2 separate regions of the Mus musculus genome follow, and region 2 is linked to region 1. Evidence: chromatin contacts called from public HiChIP or PLAC-seq data. All regions are on one chromosome and are shown on one strand. The core of a region is the stretch at or near the end of the contact, and the rest is flanking DNA. Distances in the headings are between cores, read along the strand shown. Region 1 has its middle 34 kb from the start of Gm30549. Region 2 has its middle 15 kb from the start of Gm30600.

Region 1 (3,335 bases), core at 459-2,958:
CTCAATAACTCCTCTTGTTCCCTATCCCACCTGATGTGAAAAGAATAAGAAGCTTACCTACAGTCACTCGACCGTGACACAAACATTTAAAATGTAATATCACCAGATCAATAAGTAGAATAAGTTTTTCCTTGAAACCCTCAGTTGCTGAAAGTTCTCTCTCGTGGGTACAACGAGCCTAATCTGATTTCCTAGACTGAGGTTGAAATAATAGTCCTTGTAAGATAATTCGCAGCTGCCGTCCATGTTAAATATTTAATGCAAATGCTGAAAATGATAAGTATTATGGTCCATAAACTATTCAAGGAACCCAAGAGACTGACCACAGTCCAGGAAATGGATCAAGGAGGTTGTAGGTATGGCTGGTGCTCCCATAGGCTGACTTTTGCAGAGAGAGTTAAAGGTTTGGGGGCATTCATCCTCTCAGGGATAAAGAGCAGACACCTGTGATTAGTCGAGTTCGTTTGTACTCCTGATATCGAGTGATGAAATAGTACTTCACCTCTGTGGTCGCTCTCTCCATAACCACAAGCCCTCACACTAACCACAAGGAAGCTACTCAGCACATTGTGACTGAAAGACTCTCCACAAAACCTGGCCAGATACCTGGCCAGTGTTTCTTCAGACTGAAAGGGTCACATGAACTAGAGAAGGTCTGGAAAATTGGCACATCATGGGGGAGCCTAAGAAGCTGTAACAACTAAATTCGGACTGTGATGGGCAGTCTTGACTACTATTATTATTGAGTTGAGAAGTGAAATTTAAAGAGCTCACCTATGTATGTGTGTCTATGAAAGTGTTTCCAGAGATATTAAATGAGCATGGGGGTATATGATGAATTTACCCAGACACCATCACATAGCCTCAGAACCCAGGTGTAATAAAATGAAGAGGAGAGTGATCAGAACCTTCTTTCTCTCTGCCTCCTGGTTACTGTGACAGAGGGCACTTGGCTCCACCCTACCTTCCCTAACATGATTGACCAACACCTCTGAAATCCAGCCATATGCCCAACGAAATCATCGTCTCTTGATTTACATCAAGTGTTTTGACACATGCCAAAGTAGCTAACTCATACTCAAATAACTTGCATGGAATTCTGTATCAGAGAATGGCTACCAGGTTGAAACTAAGGAATTCTAAGTAAAGTTGAATCTTTAGTTGATACTAAGATAACTATTACTACTGATTCATCAATTATGAGGAATGTAATAGACTAATACAAATCTTAATCATAGAGGACACTAGGTATGTGGAACATATGCAAATTCTTTTTAACATTTTGAAATTTTATCTGCAAGTTTAAAACTATTGAAGTTTTAAAGTTAATTTTGAAAAGGTAAATGGCTCCTTCGATTACTATTCTTCTGTTCTACTTCAATGTACTACCTCAAAAAGAAACGAAAAGGATTTTTGCTGGTATGCCTGGGGACAGAGGATGCTTAATGAAGGTGACACTCCCTGTTTCACATGTCAGTGTTTACTTTTTTGATGCCTTCCCACTTTGTGGATTATCCACTGTTTAGAGGGCCTATATCAGTGCAGGGACATCAGCAGATGTTCCAAAAGAGCATTCAAACGATGCAGGGACCACTAAGATCATTCTTAAGCAACCTCTGAGTTCTTGAGCAATCACAGACCTTGTCATAAAGTTACCCTATGTTGCAAGAAGCCAGTCTGGGGAACAAGTGGTGGTTAGGGGCAGTGCCATATTCTGCCAATCTATATGTCCCGACCCAGCTCAGCTCAGATTCACTTGTACACGTGTAGTAAGTCAGTTCTGGACAGAGACTGTACAGCTATGCAGCCAGTCAATCTTGTAACAGTGGAGTGGCAGCCCTCTTCTCCTGGCCTGCACGTTATGGTTGGCTATTACATGATCTCAAATCAGGCAGAAACCAATGACTCAAATTTTAAAACAAACAAACAAACAAACAAATCTCTTAGCCAGATAGCATGTGTGGAAACTGTCAGCGTTCCATTTAAGTTAATGAAGCAAAACATTTATCTGAGTAATTGACTAATGTAAATTTTCACATTCAAATGAGTACACATTTCAAGCCAATCTGGCATGCTCTTCATCTGTATACCCCAGAGGACTGTAATGTTTGCAGAGTACGTGAATTATAAAGATGTATTGTCTTTCTCCCATCGCACCCTTGTGTCTGTCTGTCTGCATCTCTCCCTCTCCCTCCTTCCCTTCTCTCTCTCTCTCCACTCTCTCTCTCATGTGTGTGTGTGTGTGTGTGTGTGTGTGTGTGTGTGCAAGCTCATGCATGCATGCACTATCGAGTACAGCATGCTGCAGGTGCTTATATATATTGATGTAATGTTCGTTACTAATAAGGGTGAGTCAGAGGAAAGAAAAGAGGGAAATATTTTGTACTTACTGGCCTTTCCAAAACAATTCTAAAAGAAATCGTTGCTTAAGGTTTTCTTTTATGTTGATAATGAGAGATGGTGGGGGTGGTGCATGCATCCTGGTTTCTCAGGTCCTGAGGATGGTAACAGAAGGAACTCAGCAGGGCTGCCCACTCCTGTTGTTAATTAAAGTATTTTCACATTCTCCAGGGTGTAATGCACTCTGGGCACTGAGCCCCAGAGAGCCTTGTGCAGTCTAATGATCACGTATTCAAATAAACACAGTTGGGGGCCACCAGGGAGCGGCATGGCTCGGTTCCCCCACCTCATTAAGGGCTGCAATGCTCTGCAGATGTCTGAAATGCATGGGCTCCATTTCTTATGAATAATAAATATGAGGCTGTGTTCCTCAGCACTTCAAGGTAGGGTGGATACCTCTTCACTCAGCTGGGACCTACATGGGGTAGAGAGTGACATTTTCAGCGGCGTTTTCATAGCTACATTCACCACAAGGTACCTGCCCAAGCAGATTTACTCTCCTGTGTGCATTGCTCTGAGTCTCATTTGTTGGCAGTTAACAAGGTTGTCTGTGTATGAAAGGTGGTGCTCTTCCAAGCCTACTGAGCTGTTGGGAGGGGCATCTGCATGTACCCGATAGCTCAGGGAAAAAGATGTGTTGTTAGCATGCAGTGTTCTTCCAGGCTGCGAAGCTAAATCGCAGACAGATCTCCTGAATGCTTGGAATTTCAGTTGAAGCAAACAGGGTAAACTTACTATGGAAAAATCCAATAATAATAATAATAATAATAATAATAATAACCATGATCAAAATGGGAACCAAAAGACAGACATGATGACAGGATTTTGACACCTTGTTTATAAAAGACTTGGACTCCAGTTTCAGTGACAATAACACAATACAACATAGGTTAAGAGGACTTAAAAACGTAAATCTTATTATATATTACATGTCA
Region 2 (2,951 bases), core at 319-2,818, 130 kb before region 1:
TCCTTTAGTCCCTCTGTCTAAAATACACACACCTCTTTAGTACAAAATTTTTATTCTAAACCATGATGTATAATTGAGGGGCAGACAAAGTAATTAATCAGAGAAAGATTTGACAGAATGAGTCAGAGACAGGATACACCCAATTCTCATGAGAACAGGCAGGAAAGAGGATCTACTTAAAGAGCAGTGAGGGAGAGAGTCAGTTGAGTTCAGTCAGATAGCGGTGTTTAGTTTAGTTGGGTGCAGTTCAATTGAGTGAGTTGAGTTGAATTTGGACCAGTTCAGTTCATGGAGTTCAGAGGCAGCCTTTCCAAGCAGAGCAATTCAGTCAGAAGCCAAAAGAAGCCAATATGAATCAATTAGCTTGGAGAGTTTGAGCCAGGCCAGCTGAGTAAAACCAGCCAGTCAGAGTTCAGAAAGAGCAAGAAAAGAGTGAGTTTATTTAGTAGTAACTCTTAGAGGCTGAAACATTCTAGGCCTAGTTTAGCAGACAGAGGCTGGAAGCTAAATCCTTCAAGGTCTGGGCTTGCAGAAGATTAGATTATATGTATGTTAGAAGCTTCCAGGCCTAGGCCCAGGGATAGTTAGAAATGCTCAGCCCAAGCCATGTATATGTAAAGCTTGGGTATGGTTTTCATCTTATTCCATCATCTGAAGAAATAAAAGTGATATTTACATTTATAAGCCCTTTTGGGAGAAAGTACAAAGGGAGCTGGAGATACACTTATTTAACCTTGAACTGGCCTTACCCTTATCTGTCTACTGTCAGCATCTCTGCTTCCCAGCAGAATGCCAGGGCCCAGAGCCTGGCTGGTGCACTCTGCCAAAGCCAATTCACTGCAGCTAGGACGAAAGGCAGAAAACAGTTGGGGAGAGGGCCAAGAAGTGAAGAATAATACACATCAGTCTTGCGCGCCGGACTGGCCAGGAGTAACGACGCTGCAACAGGATCCTTCTGCACACGTTTATTGGGAGAGCTTGATTGCAGAGGCAAAAAGACCCCGAGCCCAGAACTGGTGCTGCTTTTATAGGCCTAGGAGAGGCGTGTCTCACACCCGGATTGGTTATGCACTACGCTCCTCATTTGCATGTTCCTCATCTGATTGGCTACTCTCTCTCAGTACCTCACAGAGCCTCATTATCATACCTCATTTGCATGTCTCACATCTGATTGGTTACTCTCTCAGTACCTTACAGAACCTCATTATCATACCTCATTTGCATGTCTCACATCTGATTGGTTACTCTCTCAGTACCTTACAGAACCTCATTATCATGCCCGGGCCAGGCAGTGTCTTTGCAAAAAACTTTACTGCATATGTACACATTGGTTGTTTGTACAAACTTATGCGTGGTGGCCAGCAGTAGTCAGTGCCACTCTGCAACGGCACATGTGGCTTCCCACACTTCAGTCACTCACAAGCAGGATCAACCTGGCATCATCTCATCAGGTCAGAACAGTGGACAATGAAACCAATCTGTGAACTTAACTAGGAAGGAAAGACTGTACACGGGGTCTCTAGCTTCCCTAGCTAGGAAATGGTACAGAGAAGTAACCCCCAGGACATAGTAGGACACTGGGTGCTGGGGACAATGCAACTTGCTCCTTGGTTGAGTAAGGCACTGTGAACTCCAAGGTTGCCTTTTTGCTCTGGGTCCTGAAGAAGACATGCTGTATGTGGTTCTGCTTCTTTCCTGCCCACCCCACCAGGAAGCACAGGTGCCTAATTCTCAGTAGATCCCACTTTTGCCTGAAGTAGTTGAAATGGAGTGCAGGGTTCACCCCACGTCTCCTTTTCTAGACTTCACACTCTTCCCCTGGAGGGCACTAGTTGCAGAGCTTAAAAGAGGAAGGTCAAGTGCTACATCTTCACTCTCCCCTAAGCATAGTGCAAGTGCAGTTGTACCTCTGGTTTCACAGTCCATGAGATTCATCTGATGGTTCGTTAGTCAATCGTATTTATTAAGCCCTTGCTGTATAAACTATATGGGGTGGCTTGGTGTATATGTTAGTTTTCTTCAGCTGATGAGGCAAATGACCGTATATGAGGACCTCAAAACAACACAAGCCTGTTCTGTTCCAATTCTAGAGACCAGCGGTCTGAGATGAAAGTGGTGTCTAGACCATACTCTCTCCATTGGCTTAGAGCAAGGTTGTACTTTGCCTGTTCTCGTTTCTGCACCTTGTCTTGTGGCAGCATCTCACCACCTTGGCCTCTGTCTTTACATGGAATGTGTCCACATCTCCTCCTATTCCTTTTCTTTGGGAGGGCACCAATCATCAGATGTAGGGCCCACAATACAAAGATTTCATCTGGAAATATTTAATGCTGTAAGGTTCTAGGATTACATGATCCTTGGGGAACACTAAAATGCGTCTTGCTACAGGATGAACACCTGTGCCTATCATTGGGAACACTGGTGTGCATTTTTTCCCTATATATCTTCACTTGCTTCCAATTTTCCTGGAAAGCCCCCCCCCCCACGCCACTCTCTCTCACACACACACACCACTCTCTGTGTATCTGTACTAAAATAAGCCGGGTGCTCTTTTTACCCTCTCTGCCTTTCCTAAATTGTCTTATTCCATCATGAAATTCTCATCTTCTTGTCTGCACTTTCTTGGGTACTGTAAATCTAAACACACCTTTTTCTTTTAATGAAAAAAGAAATCTTTCTTGCTCTTAAAGTTCAACTTTTCTGCTTCTATGCCCTCAAGGGACCTTCTCAATGGCCCATTCTCATCCAAGGTCTGGAGACAGGCCATGGCATCATTACATCGGAAAAGGAGGACTTTTCCTGGAGTTTAAAATTGTTTCTATTTTGTGGCCTATTGATTTCTTGTGTCTTTCAGCAGCCTGCCTGAGAAAAGAGGTAGAGGTGGGAAGATTTCTTACAACTATGCAGGCAAGGTGCCATCTTCCATATTGCTCCATATTCCAATATAGACA

What was found. HiChIP or PLAC-seq counts read pairs in DNA pulled down with a chosen protein or histone mark.
Region 2: a contact with region 1 is called in an H3K4me3 HiChIP or PLAC-seq map of the SCID.adh cell line, with 10 read pairs. The contact joins two enhancer-like sites. A contact is called at or near these places in 2 of 484 Hi-C or Micro-C datasets (embryonic stem cells and group 2 innate lymphoid cells) and 1 of 115 datasets of contacts at active chromatin or transcription factors (the SCID.adh cell line).

Annotation. Positions count from the first base shown.
Region 1 is chr13:37,103,439-37,106,773 of GRCm38.p6, reverse strand. No RefSeq gene overlaps it. Among named protein-coding and RNA genes, the nearest start is that of Gm30549, 34 kb to the right of the region's middle. Within about 2 kb of position 1,708, at least 33 of the 459 cell types and tissues checked have an H3K27ac peak or open chromatin away from gene starts, as enhancers often do. A contact at or near this core is called in the SCID.adh cell line, where this site is marked.
Region 2 is chr13:37,233,183-37,236,133 of GRCm38.p6, reverse strand. No RefSeq gene overlaps it. Among named protein-coding and RNA genes, the nearest start is that of Gm30600, 15 kb to the left of the region's middle. Within about 2 kb of position 1,568, at least 1 of the 459 cell types and tissues checked has an H3K27ac peak or open chromatin away from gene starts, as enhancers often do. A contact at or near this core is called in the SCID.adh cell line, where this site is marked.